Linked DNA regions of Danio rerio: regions 2 and 3 are each linked to region 1. The links are chromatin contacts, called in public Micro-C maps. All regions are on one chromosome and are shown on one strand. Each heading gives the region's core, a stretch centred on a gene start, on an enhancer-like site or on the middle of the called end of the contact. The rest is flanking DNA. Distances are from core to core; before and after follow the strand shown. Region 1 holds the start of slc35f4 (solute carrier family 35 member F4). Region 2 holds the start of cipca (CLOCK-interacting pacemaker a). Region 3 holds the start of zdhhc22 (zDHHC palmitoyltransferase 22).

Evidence for each region. A called contact is a pair of places that touch in the nucleus more often than the background predicts.
Region 2: a Micro-C map of caudal fin shows a contact between it and region 1, with 9 times the contacts expected there. The contact joins the promoter of cipca here to the promoter of slc35f4 in region 1. A contact is called at or near these places in 3 of 18 Hi-C or Micro-C datasets (caudal fin, hematopoietic stem cells and an unstated tissue) and 1 of 4 datasets of contacts at active chromatin or transcription factors (caudal fin).
Region 3: a contact with region 1 is called in a Micro-C map of caudal fin, with 5 times the contacts expected there. The contact joins the promoter of zdhhc22 here to the promoter of slc35f4 in region 1. A contact is called at or near these places in 2 of 18 Hi-C or Micro-C datasets (caudal fin and hematopoietic stem cells).

The regions. Positions count from the first base shown.
Region 1 is chr17:49,570,588-49,573,700 of GRCz12tu, forward strand. slc35f4 (solute carrier family 35 member F4) reads right to left here and starts at 1,374. Exons shown (of 8, transcript XR_012393006.1): 1 at 1,048-1,374.
Region 2 is chr17:49,742,289-49,745,217 of GRCz12tu, forward strand. cipca (CLOCK-interacting pacemaker a) reads left to right here and starts at 1,306. Exons shown (of 4, transcript NM_001327903.1): 1 at 1,306-1,467; 2 at 1,943-2,058. The coding sequence starts at 2,013.
Region 3 is chr17:49,761,774-49,765,004 of GRCz12tu, forward strand. It overlaps zdhhc22 (zDHHC palmitoyltransferase 22), which reads right to left and starts at 1,821. Exons shown (of 3, transcript NM_001424010.1): 1 at 1,467-1,821.

The DNA.
Region 1 (3,113 bases), core at 124-2,623:
CACACCAGAGACCAGAGTGTGGTGTGTACTTACACTTACACTTGGCCACAAAAAAAAAAAAAAAAATACACAGGCCTATATACTTATATCCTGCACGCTATTAAAAGCAGAACCTCAAATTTGCCCTGAAACAAGACTCCTTCAGTCGCATTTAAATAGACCGAGGGCATTGAAATTCAGGAAAGACAGAGACCTATAATTAGGATTCAATCATCACGCTACTCCATTCACATTGTCATTTTAATAAGCATTCAGCAAATGACTGTCTGCTATAATGATTGCATTCTGTCCAACCACACATGTTGCTTTATCCATTGCTTGTGATTCCTTGTTTGCTTTTTGTTTAATGATTTCTTATTATTTTCATTGTCTTACTGTGGGTGTAATGTGCAGCATACATTATTTTTATAAAACATTTTACCCAACAAAAGGTATTAAAAGCCATATGTATTTACCACACAATCTTTGTAAGATATTTTTATTTGTTGACACTAAATCACTGATGAATCATTGATGAATTTAAACTGTCCACAAAGAAAATGTGCATTTATTTAGGTCATTTATTTTTACTTGCGTTAAGTTGATTTCACAAAATAATCTGGATTATTTTAATTTCTTAATTTTTTATATATCAATTTTTGTTCTACTCTGTATTTCAGTCTTTCCCATTTTCAATAATTACATTTTTAATTTTAACCTTTAATTTTATTCTATTTTAAATTTCACCTCATCCATCTTATATTCCACATTCTGTTCTATTCTATTCTATTCTATTCTATTCTATTCTATTCTATTCTATTCTATTCTATTCTATTCAAAACTTCGACAGAAAGTTCTGTCAACTGAACTGAATTACACAGAAAGCACCTAACTTACGAGCAAAGCTCCATAAAGACAAAATGAAACATTCTTCACAGCAAGTGTTTTCCCTTCACATTCAGATTGCATACGTTCTTCTTTCAAGGCCACCCGTGAGAAGACAGCAGTGACTTGATCCTGACACCATCACTATTGCATCTATTATTGCGCGTGTTTATAAACACTTACTTCTGTGGCTGGAGTATCCGGGGTTATAGCCGTAGTAGCCGGTGATTCGTAAAATCCGATCCTCAATGTCATGCAGCCCGTTGGCCGTCACTTGAGGCGCATCCCAGCGGCTGGTCACCTGCGGAGACGCCTTGCCCGTTAGGTGCGGGCTCTTGCCCGGTAGGGGCTCCAGGCGAAAGCAGGGCTCCTCTCCCGAATCCTGGATCTCCGGGCTGCTCATTTTACCTCCGCACGGGCAAAACGGCAGCTTTCAGGTCACAAGCGATAAACATGCGAAACCCGCTGTTGAGAGCATCACCCGAGTCAAATTCCAGCACACGTTGCTTTGAGGAGTCGCTCAGGGTTGTGTGAAACTTGCTCAGCGCCGTTCCTGCATCAGACAGCAGGTGGCGTCACGATGCTCCGAACAGATGGTTGCCAGAACAGGGAGATCCGATTCATTCCGGCGAATCGGTTCGTTTGAATAATTCATCCTCATGGAAATCGACCATGGTTTTTATTGTAGTAAGAGTGTAATTATGCATCACCACAATTTTCTACAGATATCAACTGTGGGTACTGTAGCAAAACCATTAGTTATTTATTTGTGATTATCATGATTTAACAAGTATAATTTTAATTTTGTAGCAGTTTTGTAAGAATATTTCATTTCAGTTTCATAAATCACTATTCTCTATGATTTATTTATTTATTTATTTTTTTGGATTAAATACATTTTTTGTTAACATTTTACGGTAACACTTTACAAGGTTCTATTAGTTAATGTAATGCATAAGTAGGCTAAACAATATATTATCTCAGAAATGTTCTATCTTGTAAGAGTTAGATAATGTGAATAAAGTCATCTATTGTTTTTGTTAACCCATTACATTAGGTAATATTACGTTAGAAAGCACAACTTTAGATTTTAAAAATGAACTACATTTGGAGCTATTGATAAAGGGTGTACAATTTTTGTTCATTCTTAGTTCATGTTAGTAAATACATGAAATAACATTAACTAATAAACCTTATAGTAAAGTGCGTATTACTCCTTTGTAGTTCATAACACTCGCCTCACAGTTTGACTCTTGGGATTCGGTTCGAATGAATCAAAGAAAAGAACCTGTTCAAAACAACGATTCGCTTAAGATTCAGAGTGGACGCAGTGGAGTCGTTTTCGCAACAGAGACACGAGTGCATCGTCGTGTCATAATCATGTTATTAGGCTCCTCCCCAAAAATATTTTATCATGCAGTGTTGCACTGACTTTCAAGGCACTGCAGTGAGAAGGCATATGGTCTTGTGCATTGCACACTATTACATGCCAACTAGTCATACGCAGTTTTAAAGTGTAAAGGAGATGCCAAATATCTAGAGCATAAAAAGAGCTTTTAGATTGCTCTCAAAATATTTAAGTCAATAATACTATCAGTTACATCAAAATGAAAATGGTCAAAATTTTCAGTCGTTTTATGTATAAAACTCTGTTGTGATCTATGGCAACAGTTTGAGTGTTAGTTTACTGTTGTGAAATGTAGAAGGCTATAGTATAGTACGCATGCCATATATCCATTTCAAATATACACATCATCGCACGTTGGATATTGATTGAAAAAGACTGGATATGATTCACAACCACACTACTATATAGTAGTGGACTGAGTCTGACAAGGGAAACATTTTATAACTTTATTGTGATATTAAAATTCTAATTAAACTGCAAAGTTACTGTATAAACACGTGTAGTCTCATCATGTCTGGTTTATCATTGGTTAATTTACATTCTCTTCATTACTGTAGTAAAAAAACATCATAAAGATGGCGCCGAGCATGGCCGCCGTGTTGCGAGCTCCCAGCAAACTTGTTTTGTGTTTTGTGTGTTTTACTAGTATTTTTGTCGTTTTTTTTTTTTTTGTGGTGGATGTACACACTCTCATTACCTACGACAGACACACACTTCGGGAAACTTGCTCCCTCCCTGCACATCGAAGACTGGACTTTAAGTTCTTTAACGACGCTCTGTTTACAAACACAGCAACAGAGCCCTTTGTCTAGGCACACAACCAAAGCGACGGCGGAAACGC
Region 2 (2,929 bases), core at 56-2,555, 170 kb after region 1:
AACCTGTCTAATATTGCACATATATTTTTCTTTTATGCCAAAAATCATTAGAATGTTGAGTAAAGATTCTAATCTGTGAAGATATTTTGTAAATTTGCTACTTTAAATATATGAAATCTTTAAATCTCTATATTTAGGTTTGTTTGGACCCTCAGAATCCAGATTTTCTGATAGTTTTAGTTTTCTCCAGATAGTTAAAAATCTCAGCCAGTTATTCTAACTAACATTATACAAATATCAAACAAACTACACATCAATGGAAAGCTTTTTTTCAATCTTTAATCTCATTTCTCAGATTTCAATTTTCACATATTTATTTATTAATCACTCTCTTTATTATAGTGTACCAGAAATACAGATTGAAAAAAGTTTATTTATATTTTTGTTCTGATTATAATATATGATTAATATTTATTTAAAGAGGAAAAACGGCTGATGAAACACAGTCTTAAAATGGCCTCCACAGTGTCCAAATCTGAATATTATGAAGGCAGTACAGAACCTAGTGGACAGAAAAAGAAACATTTAACTGCATAAATTTAAAGAAGAACCCTGGTATATGCTGAAGGTAACCTGAAATTACATACAGATTATTTATGAATTCTTCTGGACAGTCCCCAAGTTTTGTTTCGTACCAGGGGAGTACAAATTAAACATTCATGTTTGCTTTAAGAGGGGATTTTGTTTTGAAGATTGTGTTTTTTGTTTCTTATATACAGTATTGTCATGTGTTGCACCTTGCCAAATTCTATGTATATTAGCGCATGACATTGTGGAATGAATTATTGGTAACTTTATAACTGACTTAATATAATTCTTATTATAATTTAATATTAATATCATAAGTTCTTAAGAATGCGTTTTCAGGTTAAAAGAATTAGTACTGGATGGATAAAGGGCTAGTTAATACCTTTAAAGAACTATTTAATACCGTATCAAACTAATTTACTTACTTTTTTCATTTTAAAACAGTACTAGCACGTGAATACTACTACTACTATTACCAGTATTAATATTAATAGTAATAATTATTATATTTTGTAAGCACAACTTGTAACGTACTTTTAATTCTGTGCCCTATTTTTGCATGCAGTGAACATTATAATGGGATTATTAAGATGATGCCGCGGCGCGTGCTGGATCACACTTGACACAGCAGTACAGATTTCACACCACATTTCAGTCACGTTTACAGTCGCAAGGGTTCAGCTCTGCGCCAATCAGAACGCGCTATGCAAATGTTAAGGCGGATCTTGCATCGTAAAACAAGTGACGTTTAGGCTGTTCCCCTGGTAACAGCCATTTAAGCCAGGGCAGGAGGCGGAGCGAAGTTTGTAAACTCACGTTGCAGTGTAGACGATCCGTTTTCCACAACAACAGAAATATAAGCTCAGTTTGAGACCGTCAACCGTCAGTTCGTTCACAGACTTCAGCAAGAAAGCGACTTCGAAAGAATATTTGTTATTGGTAAGTGTTAATAAAACGTGCGTTTGATATTGTATCGTGTGTTACTGTGAGAGTCTCGTGTTTAACATCGTGTATCAAGTGCTGCAGAAGCTTGACATTCAGACTCTGTTTAAAGTAACTTAACGTTAGATTAAAAACATAGTTATTGTTTTATTAATGCAGAATTTAAACTGTTAATATGTTTTTGTTAACACTGTGTTAGGTTATTATGGAAATGTTTACATGGCACTCTGCTTATGATTCATTCATGGGCTGTTTGTTTACTAACACAAAATTGTAGTAGTGCTTGCTAATTAATCCCAAAGCTATTTTTGTATTAATACATCTTATATTTGGTGTTTAAATGCGTACAACTGTCAGTTTGGAGCTGTATTTCACTGATATCACCGTTATAAATGTGTTCACGTTACAGTAGGCTATCATCTTTCATGGTTTTGACTTTCTTTTATTGACTCCAAGGCTTTGTCTTTTTCAGTCACGGCCTGCATCAGGGCTGTACAGATAGACTAAAATCAAACAAATCGGACCACCAGAGAAGATTCAACATGGGCAACAAACGGAAAGCCTCCAGTGACACCGACAAAGATTCAGGTTAGTCATTGACCTGGTTTTCTAGACTTAAAATTTTATATTCGCACATTCAGAATTTCTCCTTTATAATATAATTTCTGAAAAGTATTCTTTGCAAATTCCAAATAGTAAAATCATATTTAGCAGCCAATGACTATCAAAGTACAATTTTGTTCACTGTTAAATAAATAGTCCTGATGTTGTTTTCAATTCATACTTACATAAGATTTCCATCTGAATATTAGTTTGGTAAGTACTTTGGTAAAGGATATATGGAGCAAGTCACAAGTTGTCACTAAATTATGACTAAGTGCGACTATAAAAGCAACCTCATTAATTATTATTATTGTTTTAAGCAAAATGTGATGCCCTGATTTGACTTTCACTAATTCAGTGGCACAATTCTAACTAATTCCCATGTTACTGGCTGGATATATAAAACACAGCACATAATTAAGGGTATAACCCCATTTTTATGGGGGTAGGCTTGTATTTTAGAGGACTGTAAAAATACTCAAACTTGTCTTTGCAATGTTCTCAAACAATTATATTTACCAAAGTCACATTAGTGCTAATTTCGCTTCTGTCACATTCATATCGGATAGATGTCACATTCATAACGAAGCTGTTTTTCTTCATAAATACAAACATGTTAAATAATCAATTATTTTTGTTTTATAGAGTCAACTCTTTGGCTTTTGATGAGCATAGTTTCTTTTGGGTTGTGCAGTTTAATTTACAGAATTTCTACGAAGCATGTTGTATACTATAAACTCGCATACTTTTTTGGTCAGATCCATAACACATGCTTATTTTCCTAATTTAAAGTATAAAAAATGTTTACAGATTGATATTTTTCTAATCTGTAATTCTGTGGTTAATTCTGTGGAAA
Region 3 (3,231 bases), core at 571-3,070, 190 kb after region 1:
TTGTATGTTTTAGAATTGATTATCTGATCAAAATATCGATATTTCAGTAATTTGGAGCAAATGTATAGCAACCACAATTACCCTAGTTTATCTGAATAATGTACAATTAGTCGGAACTACTTGTTCTTCCACCTGCCAAGTCAAGTGCGTAATATGGCACTGTACAACTGCACAGCATGTAGCTAGCCACTCAGTCCACTGGCGTGGCACCTGTTGTTCAGTCATGCAGTCATTGAATGTGGGTGACCGCAAGCGAAGTATGTGTGAAGCTACTTGACTTCCATAAACTCAAACAATGCTGTTTGTGACACGTGTAACAAAACAGTGAGGTACTCTGGTAAAACCACAAACCTAATCAAACATCTACATATAAATCACAAGATAGAATATGACAACATCATAACTAGGCGCTCATTAAGAGGAGGAAAGGAGAGGCACAGGTGCTGCTAGGGCAAGACAGACATCGCTTTTAAAGTCCTTAGGCGCAGCAGGCAAGCGCTATCCAAGTACAGAGGGAGAAAATGTGGCGATGTGGCTGTATTTTGGGGGCTTGGGTTCTTGTGACAATGATAAAGCAACGGAAAAAGGTTAAAAATCTTCAAGGGGACCAAAATGTGAGAATGTTTATCGTTTTATGTTAAGGTGTTCAGGTAGGCGTTTTAAGATATACATTTTCAGATGCTGTCAATTAATATGTAAGTTGGCTCTTTTTTTATGATAATTCTTCCTCAATAAACAAGAATAACCCGTAATATGTCTCTTATTTAGTATAAAGTACATTATTTGATACTTTAATTTTCCAAACTGTAATTTTAGGCAAAGTATCGGTATCGGATCGGTATCGCCGATACTCGCCGTGTTTTTACTTGGTATCGGATCGGATAGTGGTAAACCAGTGGTATCGCACATCACTACTGCAGAAATTATGCGTTTCATACATGTTTCCTAAATATTCTCACGTCTTCCATTGGTCGGCAAAAAAAAATAGTCCCGCCCCAAAATTATGCCAGTGGTTGAGTCCATGTTGCCATGAAGGACTAAAAAAAGCAGTGCTGCTTAGTGCTGAAGAATGAACTTTAAACGAAATTGTGGACAGTATCTGACACAGAAACATATGCACATTAAATATGCTAATCAAAGAATGCACTCTATTTATCCATCGATCTATTTTTATATGTGTGCTAATTTACCATCACTTGTTAAACTGCACGATTAACATCGTTAAAGTGTCATGTACAGTACAGCTTATCATGACGCGATAATATCTCCAACAATGGAGAAAAGGGTCTGAACATCATCTTATGATCTTAAAACAATTGGTAGAGCTCTAATACACATCACAAATTAAATCCACAAGCAGTATTATATGCTAAAGATATGGTTTATGACGATTATACAATGCCTGAAGCATCATACAGCAGCTATCTGTTTGAAACAGAAGCAGGATGAGGATGTTGCTCGCTTACCTGACGCCGATTAAAGGAGAGGAGCCGCTGTATCAACACCGTAGTTCATCCCTCGCCGTCGGTGCTACAGCAGATAAACCACATTTGATTCATTCATAAAAGGCAAATTGGTTATAATTTCGTAATACCCAGAGCATCTGTTCGCGGTGTGTCTCAGTGGTTTAGCACCGCCTGTTGGTGTAGACAAGACAGCATCCAGAAACACTAGACATAGTAATAACAGACAGTAATACGTATAAAACACTGGTAATATGAATGTGTTTACGTATTTTTTGCATGACTTTGCCATTTTATATACGCATCTTTTTTGAATACCACTGAACCATGTTGTTTTGTCTACGATGTAGCTGCACGTTGTATGGCAAGCCATTTAAACATATAGCGCATTGTAGGGTATCACGTTTTTTTAGGATGCTACCGTAGTATACTTTCCATTAAGTATGAGCACTTATCCATAAGCTACTAGTGCTTATTCTTTATATTCTAGTTTTTATTTTTTACTATTACGTTTACCTTTTTAGATAATTACTAATTCATTAGATTGTGTTTTATTAAATCCTATCTTTATTTTACAGAGACTACCCAACAAACACATCTACGCTGTAGCAATGTCTACAACGTTGTAATTTTTCAAGGGCAACGTCGCCATTTATGTGCTCTCTACATTGTTACAGCATAGAAATTTAAGATGTGAGAAGGCTGTAGCAACGTTGTCGTGTGACATTCAGCAACCATGAGACGTTCTTACTACATGTATTAACGCTTTTCCTGGGAGTTTATCAATGCTGCCTAGAATACAGGATAAGCAGTAATCATTTTAATTATTGTTTATTCATGTTTCCTTTTTTAATTTAATAACTGCATATGTAAACTTAAAAGTGTAAGTGCCCCACAAACGTATATAATCAAACTTTTTTATTATATATTTCACAACATTTAATACATACAGTACAGACCTAATTACAAGCAAACAGTATGAAAAAAGGTTTAGATTATATTAAATAATTAACACTGGATGTCAAAGCTCTGGACTGGAGAATACAGCAGCCCGTGGAGCGCAGCCAAAGGCCAGGTGTAGTGGAGAACGCAGTCAGAGAAAGAAATCCAACAGAGAATGCAGTTCAGAGATGGATCCACAGCAGCCACAAGTCAAAATAGGCAGAGAACAAGAGAAAACTGATCAGAGCTTGACACAACAGGACTACACAAATGACCACGGATGTCTTCTTTAGTAAGAAGAAATAAAGCAATACTCACGTCTCCTCTGTTGTTGTTGAATGAGACGCCGAACGGGCTGTTAAAATTAAAACTGATTCATAGATGACGAGTAAATGTTGTACAGTTGTCGTCCATGCCGCCTAAGCACAACCTAAAGCAACGGCCGTTAAAGTGGCAACATTATGACACCGTTGTGACAACCTTCGGCAATAACGTAGATCCTCAACCTTTTAACAAGGTTGGTACAACGTTGTAGGAAGGTCGCTACATTGAGGCAACGTTGTTTGTTTGTTAGGAAAAGCTTAGATCGGGCCCAAAAAATTAAACCCGGACCCTACCCGAACCCGTGCACCTTGTGTCCGAGCCCGACCTGGTCCAACACATTAACGTAATTATGAGCCTGAGCCCAAATAAAACCCAACTATTTTTTAACATGTGTGCCGTTATAACAGATGTTCTCAACTACAATTCTAAGTTGTTTGAACCACAGAATTTAGTATATATTTATCTTAATGAATAATGCTTTCCCAGAGATGGGTTGCGGCTG